Regions from separate parts of the Macaca mulatta genome. Here region 2 is linked to region 1. Evidence: chromatin contacts called from public Hi-C data. All regions are on one chromosome and are shown on one strand. The core of a region is the stretch at or near the end of the contact, and the rest is flanking DNA. Distances in the headings are between cores, read along the strand shown. Region 1 holds the start of MARCHF8 (membrane associated ring-CH-type finger 8). Region 2 holds the start of ZFAND4 (zinc finger AN1-type containing 4).

The links. Hi-C and Micro-C count contacts between places; a contact is called where the count stands out from the background.
Region 2: a Hi-C map of liver shows a contact between it and region 1, with 2.2 times the contacts expected there. The contact joins the promoter of ZFAND4 here to the promoter of MARCHF8 in region 1. A contact is called at or near these places in 2 of 14 Hi-C or Micro-C datasets (CD4 T cells and liver).

Annotation. Positions count from the first base shown.
Region 1 is chr9:58,598,360-58,601,615 of T2T-MMU8v2.0, forward strand. It overlaps MARCHF8 (membrane associated ring-CH-type finger 8), which reads right to left and starts at 1,487. Exons shown (of 9, transcript XM_077946346.1): 1 at 1,383-1,487.
Region 2 is chr9:58,674,902-58,678,157 of T2T-MMU8v2.0, forward strand. It overlaps ZFAND4 (zinc finger AN1-type containing 4), which reads right to left and starts at 1,682. Exons shown (of 9, transcript XR_001447076.3): 1 at 1,156-1,682.

The sequences.
Region 1 (3,256 bases), core at 237-2,736:
ACTACCACCTCATACTGTTTACATGTTCACTCACCATATGAAACAGAAATCTTTTTCTCTTAAACTCAATTTTCTCAAAATCCAAAATTCTCTTGCTCCAGGGTCTCAAGATTTCACACGAGGGCATGTTCACATTATTCCATGACTCTCAACGACTTGAGTTCATATACTCCTTCAGTTTTCATATTTTTTAGAGTTTTCATGTTTTTCTGATATGTCCTAACCTATCGGGTTGGTCTCAAAAGTCTTCCATTCCCATTCTGTATCTGAGCAACTAAATCAGCAATGAGGCATGAAGTCTCACTATTATAAACATACACTTACTTCCCCAGGGACTGGGATGCAAGGAAAGATGGAACAAGAAACGTCTTTATCAGAAATTTCGGGGCCAAAAAAGGCCCCGAAGTATGGTATGTGAGGGTTATGCTAATTGTCTCTGTAATTACATAGCATGCAATCGAACAAAATAAGGAGAAAGATAACAGAAAACTCCACATATGCAAAGAATTCATTTTCCAGATCCTATCAAATTAAAAAATACACAAAACATTTCCTCAACTCCATACGGAGCTCCTCAACCTATGACTTCCATGGGTCCTTAAGGGTAGTTAGCGCGGGGGTGGGTCGTGAGAATAGTGATAATGAGGCAGAAAAGGGTTCCATTTATTTTTACAATCTGGGCTTCCAAATAGATTTTAAGAAAAAAAAGGTTTTGTTGCATTAAAGAAACATGAAAACGGTAACATAAACCATTATAACCCCCACCCAATAAGTTTTCTATTAAAAACTTCAGCCAGGTGAACAGGAATCCGAATCATTTAAGATGAAAACGGATTTAAAGATCAACGAAAAGTTAGCAACTAAAGGACAAAATAGCTACCTATGCTTTCCTTCTGGCACCCCGAATGTACGCAGGTCTCTCAAGATCACACGTCAGACGTGGAAGGTCCTCACGGATTACTAGTCCGAGCTTCCATTTTACAGATGTGCAAACTCAGGCCAAGGACGACGGCTGACGGGCTCAAGGTCTCACAGCCCGTCAGGGAAAAGACCTGGCACCCCGGGCGTCCGGCCTAGGGCCCTTGGCGCAGACTGCTTCTGCGGTTCCTGGTTCGACTCGGCCCGGCCCCAGGAGCAGACGCCAGCACCAGGGCAGAAGGACCCACGGCCCCGAGTCGCGCTGCCTCTCCGCGTGCTCCACGCCGGGCCCCCAGCCCAGGGGCAGCGCAGGTCCGGGGCCTTGGCGGCCCACCTGTCGCGGACCGGGCGGCCGGCAGCCACACCCCCTGCCCGGGCCGGGGGCTCGGCCGCCCTTATTGGCGGCCAGCAGGGACAGCTGCGAGCGGCGTGGAGGAGTGGATTCTAGAAGCCCCAAGAGTTACCTCAGGTGGGCTCTGAGCTGGCGGCGCAACCGCCCCGGCCCTCCTCCAGCATGCCCGAGACGCGGACGTAGCAGGGCCGAACCTCCGCCAGCGCGTTGCCTGTTTACACCCTACGCCCCTCCGCGTGAGGAGGCCGACTGGCAGGTCACGTGACGCGGGCGTCACGTGTCCGGCCGGGTTGGGTGGAGGCGTTCCCCGGGTGGCCACAGCGCGCTGGGGGCCGGCTGCTGCGGGTGCGGCTGCGCGACACCTCTGTGCTTCCACCCCTTCGCTGTGCCCAGGCGAGGACCCACCAGGCTTGGAACCGAAGACTTCCCCAGCTCTGCCTTTGTCGTTTAGTGTGTCGTGGGCCTGACTACATGTGTTATTAATACTGGTGTTTTGGAAGGAAAAGGAAATTTTGTCTGGCAAAAGGATGTTGTACTTGGAGAAGAAAGTGGAAAATACTTTCTTACCTGAGGCTATCAAACGGGAGGGAAAGCGAAGGAATAAGTAGTAATGGTTTTTGCCTTGACAGATTTTTGTTTGCTTTCGCTCTGTAATCTGGACTGAAAGATAGATGCCCACAGCATAGCCCTCTGAGCCAGAGAAAGCATGTGAAAGAGGTTTATACGACTACTACTTTTAAATTGTATTTTAATTTTTATCAGAAATCATCTTTGTGTACATACACGTCTAAATATTTGATTCGGCATTCATCTTTTGTCCACATAAAACTTACTTTATTATTCCTCTGTCACTTTCATCATTGTCTACCAAATCCCAATTTTCCTAGATCAAACTTCCCAGAAATAGTTTCAACCACTGCTAATTTTATTTGTCCCATAATAATGCATAAAATGTGACTAATTTGTATTTCTTAGTAAATTCATGAGTGAATTATAAGCAAATCCTCTCAAATATTCCACAGTTGTTCTGTTGTCCAGGAGTGATCTATCATATAGCTAATCAATTCTTCCCTACAATTCTGACCACTTTGCATTTTTGGCTAAGTAAAGAGCAGATTGTCAGGTTCAAAACAGTGTGCTCAAAATATCCTCTGGATCAGCAAGGTCAAAACATCTTCATTTCCGTAACACACTTAGAATACAGTATTACAAAGAACAGAAAATGATGAATTTTCTCCATTTGTCGTTTACTATGGAAAATAGGTTATCAAGGCCGGTTGCCAGAATCTGGTTGACTCTACTGCTTCTGGCAGCAGGTGTTCCATGAAGGCAGTACCAATATCTTCCATTGGTATAGCTGATGCCTAGACCAGGCTTGGTGAGCAAAAGAATTGGTTGACTGATCTATGGATATGGAATCCTATCATCCTTCTGCAGGAAGCGGCAGAACCTTCGTAGTTTAACAGGGATCTGTGAGCTAAGCAGGGCTGATAAGCAGTACTCATGGAGGCAAAGATAGGGTGAGTCCTGGCTCAGCCATTACTGTCTAGGCAATTTTCTTAACCTTTCCGAGCCTCTCTTCAGCTATCTAAAAGACATCTACTGAATAGAGTGGTTATGAGACAAAATGAGGTAATGCCTGTATAACACTTTTAAGTGCCCAACACATACAGTGCTGGGTAAATATTAACCATATATGGTCTTTGTCAACGGGTATTAGTATAGGAGGTCAGAGTCCTGAGGGAAAGGGAGCTGACAACTTGAACATGTCCAGGTCCTGGGTCCAGATTCTTGCCACCTGGAGTGCTGTTCAAGAAGGGATTGCCCGCCAGGTGTGGGGGCTCACATCTGTAATCCTAGCACTTTGGGAGGCTGAGGCAGGCAGATCACCTGAGCTCAGGAGTTTAAGACCAGCCTGGCCAACATGGCCTGGCCAATATGAAACCTCCTCCTTACTAAAAATACAAAAATTAGCCAGGCATGGTG
Region 2 (3,256 bases), core at 432-2,931, 77 kb after region 1:
TCAGAGAAATGCAAATTAAAGCCACAATGAGATACAATCTCACACCAGTTAGAATGGCGATCATTAAAAAGTCAGGAAACAACAGATGCTGGAGAGGATGTGGAGAAATAGGAACACTTTTACACTGTTGGTGGGGCTGTAGATTAGTTCGACCATTGTGGAAGACAATGTGGCGATTCCTCAAGGATCCAGAACTAGAAATATCATTTGACCCAGCCATCCCATTACTGGGTACATACCCAAAGGATTATAAATCATGCCACTATAAAGACACATGCACACGTATGTTTATTGCGGCACTATTCACAATAGCAAAGATTTGGAACCAACCCAAATGTCCATCAGTGATAGACTGGATTAAGAAAATGTGGCACATATACACCATGGAATTCTATGCAGCCATAAAAAAAGGATGAATTCATGTCCTTTGCAGGGACATGAATGAAGCTGGAAACAATCATTCTCAGCAAACTATGACAAGGACAGAAAACCAAACACTGCATGTTCTCACTCAGAGGTGGGAACTGAACAACGAGAACACTTGGACACAGGGAGGGGAACATCACACACCGGCCTGTCTGGGGAGGTGGACTGTGGGAGGGACAGCATTAGGAGAAATACCCAATGTAAACGATGAGGTAATCGGTGTAGAAAACCAACATGGCACCATACCTATGTAACAAATCTGCACGCTGTGCACATGTACCCTAGAACTTAAAAAAAAAAAGAAAAAAGAAAAAAGAAAAAATCAATTCCCAAAGCATTTCTCTCATCTCTTCTGAAAAAGTTCCAAAAACACAACTCCAAAGATGAAACGGAAGTTAAAGGTAAACAGGCAATAGCGCTGAATACGTAATTTCAGTAACTCAGAATTTGCTCCATCCTCTGCTCTAAAGCTTAGCTACAGAAGAGCATCACCTTTGAAACATTTTCCCAAACATAAAGATATCCAGAATATGAAGCTGCCATTAAAACTGTGACACAGATCTTCCTTTACTGATAATGTGAAAACATCCCTAAAGTTCTAAATACGAGGTACAGAACCACATCAACCGCCTAATTTGTCTGTAGCCTAAGCTCAAGTACGGAGTTTATCTGCAAGCGGAATTGGGAAATATTTCAGCCAGCATCTCCTCGCGCCATCCTGATACCTACACACTTGAGGCCACCGAGTCACCTGCGCAGCCGTTGCTCCTCCAAGACCAATCCGGGCTCCCCAGACCCACGGGCCTGAATCTGGAGCACAGCAGACCGCGTGACAACAGCGACTCGGAGATCAGCACCCGTCGGGAAAGCCGGGTACCCGTTGAAGCTGGCGTCACGCCCAAAGGAACAAACGCCAGAGCGTGTGTCCTGGGCAAAGGCGACCCGCCGCTCCGGTCCCCGGGCAGCAGCGGCCGGCGTCAGGCCGCAAGGCGAGGGGCGGGGACGGGACGCTACCCGGCAGCCAGGCGCCGAGCGGCAACACCACTCCGGCCTTGCGCCATTCCGGCCCTACTACGGCCGGCGGCGGCAGCGCGGCTGGGCTCAGCGGCTCGCAGCCCGGGCGCCCCCCCTGCCGGCCGCTTGCTAGCTCAGCCTCACCCGCAGTCTTGTCCGCTGGCTCGCTCGCCCGCCCACAGGTCGACAGGGCCCAGCGACCCCACGAGCGACTCCACGTAAGGCACTGACCGACAACGCTCTGCGACCGCCGCGCCCCGCCCCTTTTGTGACACTACCTACCAATCGCTGGACGGCGCTCTCGCTACCCTCCAATCAGCGCTGGCGGGGCGGGCCTGGACCCGGACGTGGGCCGTTGCAGGGGCGCCAGGGCGCTAGGGCCTTGTTGGCATTCCCTGGAGGTTGTGGGTTACAAGGCCCGGATGTTGATCTTTTATTCCTAGCAACACCGCACCCCTGACTCTTGCCCACGCGGCCGTCTTGAGGGCGGCCGCACGGCCTGCTGGGAACGGCGGGGTTGCCGGAGTGCTCTCCGTCGGACCCATCGGGGATCCTCTTCCAGGCGCCTGATTTGCTGGGGATAGGCGATACAGGCAAATGCTGTCCAGTAGGTGGCCTCTCCAGAGCCAGGGGCACTCCTGGTGCGTTTGGGCCGGCCTGCCCTGAACAAATCCTCTTCGGGCTTCAACGACCCCTAATGTTTCTGGCCTCAATTGCCTCATCTGGAAAATGGGGGCATTACCGTGCTTGGTTGAAGACAAGGGTGAAAACAGGTAACTTTCTGTGGTCCTCGTACAAGTTACTGAGGACTGTAGGCCAGGCAATGGAGTAGGCACCCTGGGCTCAAATCCCAGCTTTGGGTAAGCCCAGCCAGGCCTCCTGCTCCAGTTTCCAAGCTACTGAGCTGCGGGGTAAACAGTAACTGGCTTCAAGCTAACACCTGCCTTTCAACCTAACATGGGAGCCCACTGCCTCGTTCCGCCTACCGATTTTCCAACTCCGTGAACCTCCTTCACTACGTGGGTTATTCAGCTGACAATGTCATCTCGCTCCCGGTGCGGGCTCACTCATCCTCGACTTCTGGCTCAGAGGAGCCGGTCTAATATGAAACTAAACACCTAAGCTGTGTCTCCTGTCCTCTCATTCTTCTGAGACCCTACCCACCAACTTATCTCCACAGTTCAACGAACTATTGAGCATACACTGGGGGAGTATGGTGAGGCACTAAGCTTTGATTCACCAGTCTCGCCGCTGGTTCCTTCTGAAACTCTACATATGCTTAATGCTAAATAGATTGGAGCCCTTTGGGGACAGAGTTATAATGGTAATAATCTTTGCCTTCCTGAGCCTAGAATAGGGCCTGTAATGGAGACTTACTGAGTAAAAAACGTTTACACTGGAGAATTGACAGCATGGACCGTGGAGTCAGGCAGGTGTGTTTAAAGCCTTGGCTCTCCATACTGGAAGCTCCATTACCTGGCCAAGTCATTCATTCTTTACAACATCTTCATCATTATCATCTACCATTTTTCGAGTGCCAGATAGTTGACAAAGGTCTTTACATATTCTCTCCCCATCACAATCCTGCAAGGTTGGTATTTGAAACCCCTTGTCTACAAAGAAGTAAACAAAAGCTAATTAAAGTAGAACAATTTGCCTATAATCAAACAGCTCTATGTCGGAAAGCCAGATTTAAATGTAGGGCACAATACAAAAATCCAAACTCGTTCCATTATTCCACATCGCTTCCAGATTTTAGCTTCATCTGTAAAATTAGTGTTACTACATAACCTATCTGATAGACCATGGAGACTGA